Linked DNA regions of Zea mays: region 1 is linked to region 2. The links are chromatin contacts, called in public Hi-C maps. All regions are on one chromosome and are shown on one strand. The core of a region is the stretch at or near the end of the contact, and the rest is flanking DNA. Distances in the headings are between cores, read along the strand shown.

Region 1 (3,287 bases), core at 415-2,914, 280 kb after region 2:
TATAAGATATTATGCATCTTGATTACTTATGTGGAAAGCTATCTTAATGGGAACTAAGAACAAATGTGTTCTTGTGTCCATGCATGGTCTTTCATTTTAGGTGGATGAGTATTGACCCTTTTTAATTGTCGATGTAGGTTTGCACACAGCGGTCATGGAAGAGGCCCTATGGTGTTGGCCTCCTAGTTGCTGGACTGGACGAGTCAGGGGCTCATCTGTACTACAACTGCCCCAGCGGGAACTACTTTGAGTACCAGGCATTCGCCATCGGTTCTCGTTCCCAAGCCGCCAAGACTTTCTTGGAGCGCAGGTTCCAGGGCTACAATGACTACACCCCGGAGCAGCTCATCAAGGACGCCCTCTCCGCCATAAAGGAGACGCTGCAGGGTGAGAAGCTGTCCAGCTCCAACTGCACGGTGGCCATCGTAGGCAGGAAGGAGGACGGCACCATCGAGCCGTTCGAGATGATTGGCGCCGCAAGGATACAGGAACTTATCGACTCCATGGAGGTCGCCGAGGAGGCGCCCGCGGAGGAGGCCAGCTCCATGCAGGAGGAGGAGAGGGGCCCAGAAGATGCTGCTGCTGCTGCACCTGCACCCATGGACATCTAGAAGCCCCATATGAACCCACCAACCTCACGCTGCATTCTGAGTTCCCAAAAGACTAGACTGCTTCTTTAGAAAATTGTTGTGAGTTGTGACTCTTGTGTACTCTTTGCTTCCGAAGAACTTCTCTATGGTCTCTCCGACGAACAGTTGCAGTTGCTTGGGTTTGGACCGACTATTTATCATGTGATTGCGAACATAATGTTTTGGTTTTGGAGGCCAGGTCGACGATTGCGCTGAAGTGCTTTTGCTCTGGTTTGATCGACCATAGCTTGAGTCATCTAGTAGCGTTTAGCTTCCGTCGGTGGCAGCCTGCTGGGGCAGCGTTGCCGTGTTCTTCCTGGCCTAGGACGCCATTGATTGCCGGATGTTCTCTCTCCTACTACTGGTATCCTGCACTGCACATGCACATGGCATTCCATCCATAAATTCATTACAACATCATGACCTCGAGTAAAAAAAAAGATGGAAACGGAATGCATGTATAGTCTAAGACGAATCGCAGATCTAGATTTCATCTGTGGATGGTTGTGCCCATTCTGAATCTTGGCTACTCGGCCGAACGTGGATGTCCTACACCATTGATATTCTGAAACAAATGCCACTGATTTGCGAGCCTAAAATGGTTTGTTGTATGGATAGAGTGTTTTCCTGCGGTTTGGACAGGCTTTTCTTTCTCGACATTATTTATCTGTATAAAGGGAACATAAAGTACACATGAGAAAATTAATTAATTGAAGGCATAGTAACACGCATCCAATTGGACTCGCAAGTAAAAGAGACATGGATGTCCAGTACATAATAAAATCCTCCATTCCTCTGCTTGGCGTGTGGACGAAACGTGGTCCTCCTGGCCCACATGTCAGCGCCTCCACGTGCACGCTCGAATTAACTGCGGCCATGTGTGCCCCCAACCGTTCTCCCACGCGGGATCCACAGTACCTCACGCCTGTGTGGAGTGGGCTCACGCGTCAGTGACCCACCCCTTACCGTCACCGTCATAAAGCCCCCCGGGGGCCGGGGGCCGGGCCTCGTCTCGTTTCAGTTCCTCGTCGCCCTCGCCACTTCGCCGCCGCCGCTTTGGCTCCACCCAGTCCGCTTCCGGCATCCGCCCATGGCTGCGGCCCCCGCCCGCCACCTCGCCGCGGCCTTCACGGCCGCCGCTGCGCACCAGCGCGTCGCGTTCAGGCGCGTCCAGGTCCGGGCCCCGGTGTCCGCCTCTCTCTCCTTCCCGCCGCGCCATCCCGCGACATTTCGCGGCAGGGCCAGCCTCGCCTGCCCCGCCGCCGCCTCTCTATCCGTCCCCTCCGGCGCCGCGCCTCCGGGCTCCGTGCCATTCAACCTCCTGCCGCCCGACTCCGACCCTTTCATCGAGTGGGACCCGCCCCCGGGCGACTCCGCCCCCTCGCCGCTCGCTGGCGGCGGTGCTGCCGGGGGTGCCACGCTGGTCGTGCTGCTCGGCTGGCTCGGCGCGCGCCAGAAGCACCTGCGCCGCTACGCCGACCTCTACCGCGAGCGCGGGGTCGGCGCGGTGCGGTTCGTCGTGCCCGTGCGCGAGCTCGTCGGCCTCGACCTCGGCCGCCGCGTCGAGCGCAGGGTCGCCGACCTCTCCGAGCAGGTCGCCGCGTGGTGCGACGCCGATCGGCGCCGCACGCTCCTCTTCCACACCTTCAGCAACACCGGATGGCTCGCGTAAGGAACAGAAACCCAACCTCCCTCAATTCTCCTGAAGGAGCTTCAGTTATAGTGCGGATGATTCAATTATAGATCGGAACATTCGAAAGCGGATAGTTAGTTCGTACGACGTTTGCGAGACACGTACATGCGTTCCACGGTCGGTTGCACACTGACATGGGGGGTGCTAGCATGTCGCGTGACACGTTGTAGACTTGTTATGAAACTTTAGTTTGGCACGTGAGATTGATGCATAGAATTTGCACGATTCAGGAGGTATATCCTCGCCCAACATATCACGGGGTTGATGGGAGCATTTAGGGCTAGTTTAGTAACTCCATTTTTTCCAACTGATTCATATCTTCTAAAAAAATGAATAATTTCCCTTATAAAGTAACCTATTTAGCTTGAAATTTGATATTCCATCATTTTCCCAAGTTCAGATATAAGTCTATCTCAAATTTATAGATGTAGGATAGGAAATGATTTTATATATTAGTAGAATATGATTCTATTCTGTAACTTATAGGGTGCTCTTCGGCTCACTCCTTTTTAATAAAAATATAGTACATAAATATCTCTGACATCTTACTAATAATAGTATATAAATATATTTTATCTCCGACATCTTGCTAATAATAGTATACAAATATATTTTTTATAAAGTTGTATTAGCTTAATTGATATATGCCTAAATTATTATTATTAGAATGAAATTCAATTCCAAATATCTAAACGGGGCCTTAGGAAAATGGAAATATCCCAAATATCCTTTGGGATAATGTGATTCTTAAACTAGCCCTTAGTTCAGTATACTACATCCAATTCTAGCTGGATAATTAAAAGTGCATGTACCAACATGCCTAGGAGAAAATCTCCATCATATGTTTGGTGTTTTGTAAAATGAATCTCCTTGTGGTTCTCCAGGGCACATGTTCCAGCTCCCAGTGGTAACATAGCAGTATGAAAAATGGTGAGAGAGCAACAACGGTTATCTGTCAGTGACTA
Region 2 (3,305 bases), core at 330-2,829:
AATGAAAACAAAAAAAGGCCGTGTACAGTAAATAATTCATGCTGAATGTTGATAAGTGGAAACTGGCATGAAGAATCAGAAAGAATCACATTCAACTTGTTAGATAACATACTATGATTAGTGTTATTCCTAAACAGCATCAACAGCTTATGCCAGATTCAAGTCTGGAGCTGAAGACACAGCACCCTTTTACCGAAGACAATTCTTCTATTCTGGAAGCATGAAGGTTTTGCAGACTCACTATAGTCGCTGAATGAAGAACAATTCTAGCTAAAGCACCACACATACATGAACGATAACAGATTAACAATAAAAATAGTATGACACACTCACGTTTTCAACTTGACACTGGATCCGGAATATGGCTTGGTTCGAGGGTGTTCGTAGATCAATAGCTCTGTAGTTCAAGCGGGTATCTTGGCCAACGCGAACAAGCTTTTCTCCAGCCTTCAATCATAGGAACAGTCAGTTTAAGAACTTCAATATGAATCTAAAAATCATAGGCAAAAAAAACTAAGCACAGAATAGAGCAGTTTCTTGAAACAAAATGCAATGGAAATCACAGGATGTGCATAGAACATACCAATTCAGCCTTCTCAAAATCTGCCTCACTCCGAGCCGCATCTTCAAGGTTAATTGGAAGGGTCGGAATAGCCCTATTGATGCAATAGATCTTCCTCACTTGGATCTCAACCTGCAGATTACAGCCAAAGCAACCACAGAGACAACCCATTCATTAGGTGAATATGTCTTGTCATGGGATCGAAACAAAGCATGTTTGGTAAGGCATGTAATAGATTGAAGCGCGAATTAGACTACACCAGCAAACCTAATTTATACTAGCAACAAACCTATATGCCCAAACAGCACAGACATCCCATGCTAATTCATCGTCCTAGCTACTTAAAAAAAACACCATCCTAAAGACATGAGGAAATACACTAATCATCCAATAGACATCAGTGAATTCCAGAAGACAAGCCAGACGAACCTGCTGTGTGGTGGCCTTGAGGGGCTCCTTTGGGAGGGAGACGACGCCCTCAACGTCGACGATGGACTCCTTGCTGAGGGCGGTGGCGAAGCGCACCATCTGCGTGCTGACGCCGGCGTCGGCGCTGGCGACGAGCACGCACTGCACGGTGCTCATACTCTGGCGCAGCACGACGAAAGCCATCTTCTTGCTGACCGGACGGATGGCCTGCGCGGCTCCGCGGATAAGCACGGAGCGGCCCGCAGCGGAGTCGTCGAGGTCGCCGACATGGGACCACGAGCGGCCGGAGATGGCCTTTGACTGGATCTCCTCGACGGGGACCTCGCCGTAGTTGGCCGCGAACGGGTCCTCGGCGTCCGCCGGCTGCTGCTGCTGCTGCTGCTGACGCTGGCGCTGCTCTGCCTTCTCCGCCTTCCTCGCGTCCTTCTTCTGCTGCTTCTTGCTGAGGGTAGCGGCGGAAAGGTCAGCAGCGAGTTCCTCTCCGGCGGCGGCAGAGGAGGCGGGTGGAGGCTCAGACGACATCGTGGCGACGACGGGGGAGTGCTCTGGTCGACGGCGGCGGCTATCGTGCGTGAGGCCAAGTTGAGCAGAAAGAATAGGGTAAGTTAACGTGTAAGTGGGCTCGATGGGCCAGGGAATGGAAGCCCAGCTAGGCTTAGTTTGGATAGTAGTATTGACTCCAATCCAACTCAACATATGTGAGTTGGGATCAATATTACACCAAACAAGTTTAAGGGCTTGTTCGATTATTTTAGTAGTGTTTTGAGATGGTTTGGAATAGATTTTGACTTACGATGGATTTAAAACGACTTAATATCACCCAATCCACGTGATCGTGTCCTCCGTAACGGAAACCAGTCCCGCGTACGAACTCTCTCTCGCTCGTTTCCTCTGTACAGGGCGCCGCCGCTCGCGTTCCCCGGCCGGTGGCCTTTGCCCGTGAGGCGCCGGCAGCTTTCCCCCGGCCGATGGGTTCTCACCGCCGCCTTCCACGACTGGAACTCCGGAAGCCTCCTCACGCAGATCCGATTACATCGAAAGACATGACAATGTTGTTGGAATTAGGCCCACTAGTGTGTGCCCCAATTCAATAAGAAAGCCAATGTGGTGTGTAGAGATGGCACGAGACTTTAGTCTCATATCGTCCATCTAGATAGGAGATAACCAACTTATATGTGGGAGTGTTCCCTACTCTTCACATGAGACAAATAAAGGGTTATGGAGGCTGCCACACGCGCGCGCTCGCTCGCGTTTCGCGTTATTTATCGCGTGACTTATGACGATGCGCGATCATCGTGACGAGTTCTAAACGGTAGTTTAAGTTTTGTCTTTGTTTATTTGGTTGTCAAATATCACACAAAGATTGTCACGTCAACTAGGAGTAATGGGCACGCACATTACGTGTGAGATCTCCGAGCGGTTGCACGTAGAGATATTCGAGGGGGCGGTTCCTGGATTTAGTAGATCGAATCAAGGGGTTGTGGCAGCCCGTCTATAAAGGGCAGACGTCCTTCAGTCGAAGGACATAGGCGAACAGCAACCGACTCATCCTCTTCTTCTCAATTCTCTGCTTCGCCGCTTATCTGCCCTACCGTCCCTTCATCTGCCGCGCAGCATATCAAGGGAAAGCGGTGTCTCCGAACCACCACCGACGTTTTGACAATCTGCACGGGTGCCGACGAATCAGGTTTCTGGGAAGTGCTTCGCGCACGTCCACTCGGGTTCCTCTACAGAACTCGTGGAAATCACTGTGAGTAAATCTGCAATTACAGTTTGTTGCAATGACGGTCTTATGGTTAGATCTGTTGTCAATTCTTATTTTATGTGTTAATCTTGTTGAGTTAGTTCAGATTTGTTTTGTTCTAATGTCATGGATATTATCTGCCAGTAGATCTGGGTTTTTGTTTTATGTTGCATTATCAAAATAATCTTAGGCCCTATTAATTTTCCAACAATCCAGAAACCTGATAGAATTAACATGGCTGGACCTTCGGATGCACTGAAACCTGACCGGTTTGCCGATGGTCAAAACTTTAAGAGATGGCAGACTAGGGTTAAATTCTGGCTCATGTCGTTAAGGATCTGGTGGGTGATTTCCCCAGTTCTTCCTCTCACTGAGGAGCAGGACTGTAACTTCAAGTCGGATAACGAAACATGTGTTGGCTGTATCTTGAATTAGTAATTGGGAAGAACAATTTGTTTTGTATAACAAGAGAGTACATTATTTTACTCGTTTCCCGCTAGAAGATGTGTACTCTTAGTACTGCAAGGGAGGTTAACTTTTGTCTTAATGTATTCTGAAGCCTGTAACAGG

Evidence for each region. A called contact is a pair of places that touch in the nucleus more often than the background predicts.
Region 1: a Hi-C map of tassel shows a contact between it and region 2, with 4 times the contacts expected there. The contact joins the promoter of LOC100191344 here to the promoter of LOC100283444 in region 2. A contact is called at or near these places in 4 of 25 Hi-C or Micro-C datasets (ear, endosperm, leaf and 1 more).

Annotation. Positions count from the first base shown.
Region 1 is chr5:78,297,948-78,301,234 of Zm-B73-REFERENCE-NAM-5.0, forward strand. LOC100191344 reads left to right here and starts at 1,665. Exons shown (of 4, transcript NM_001136778.1): 1 at 1,665-2,297. The coding sequence starts at 1,720. LOC100282706 (proteasome subunit alpha type 1) reads left to right here. Exons shown (of 2, transcript NM_001155613.1): 2 at 138-799. The coding sequence ends at 611.
Region 2 is chr5:78,017,333-78,020,637 of Zm-B73-REFERENCE-NAM-5.0, forward strand. LOC100283444 (Aspartate--tRNA ligase 2 cytoplasmic) reads right to left here and starts at 1,580. Exons shown (of 10, transcript NM_001156345.2): 1 at 992-1,580; 2 at 584-694; 3 at 334-447. The coding sequence starts at 1,513.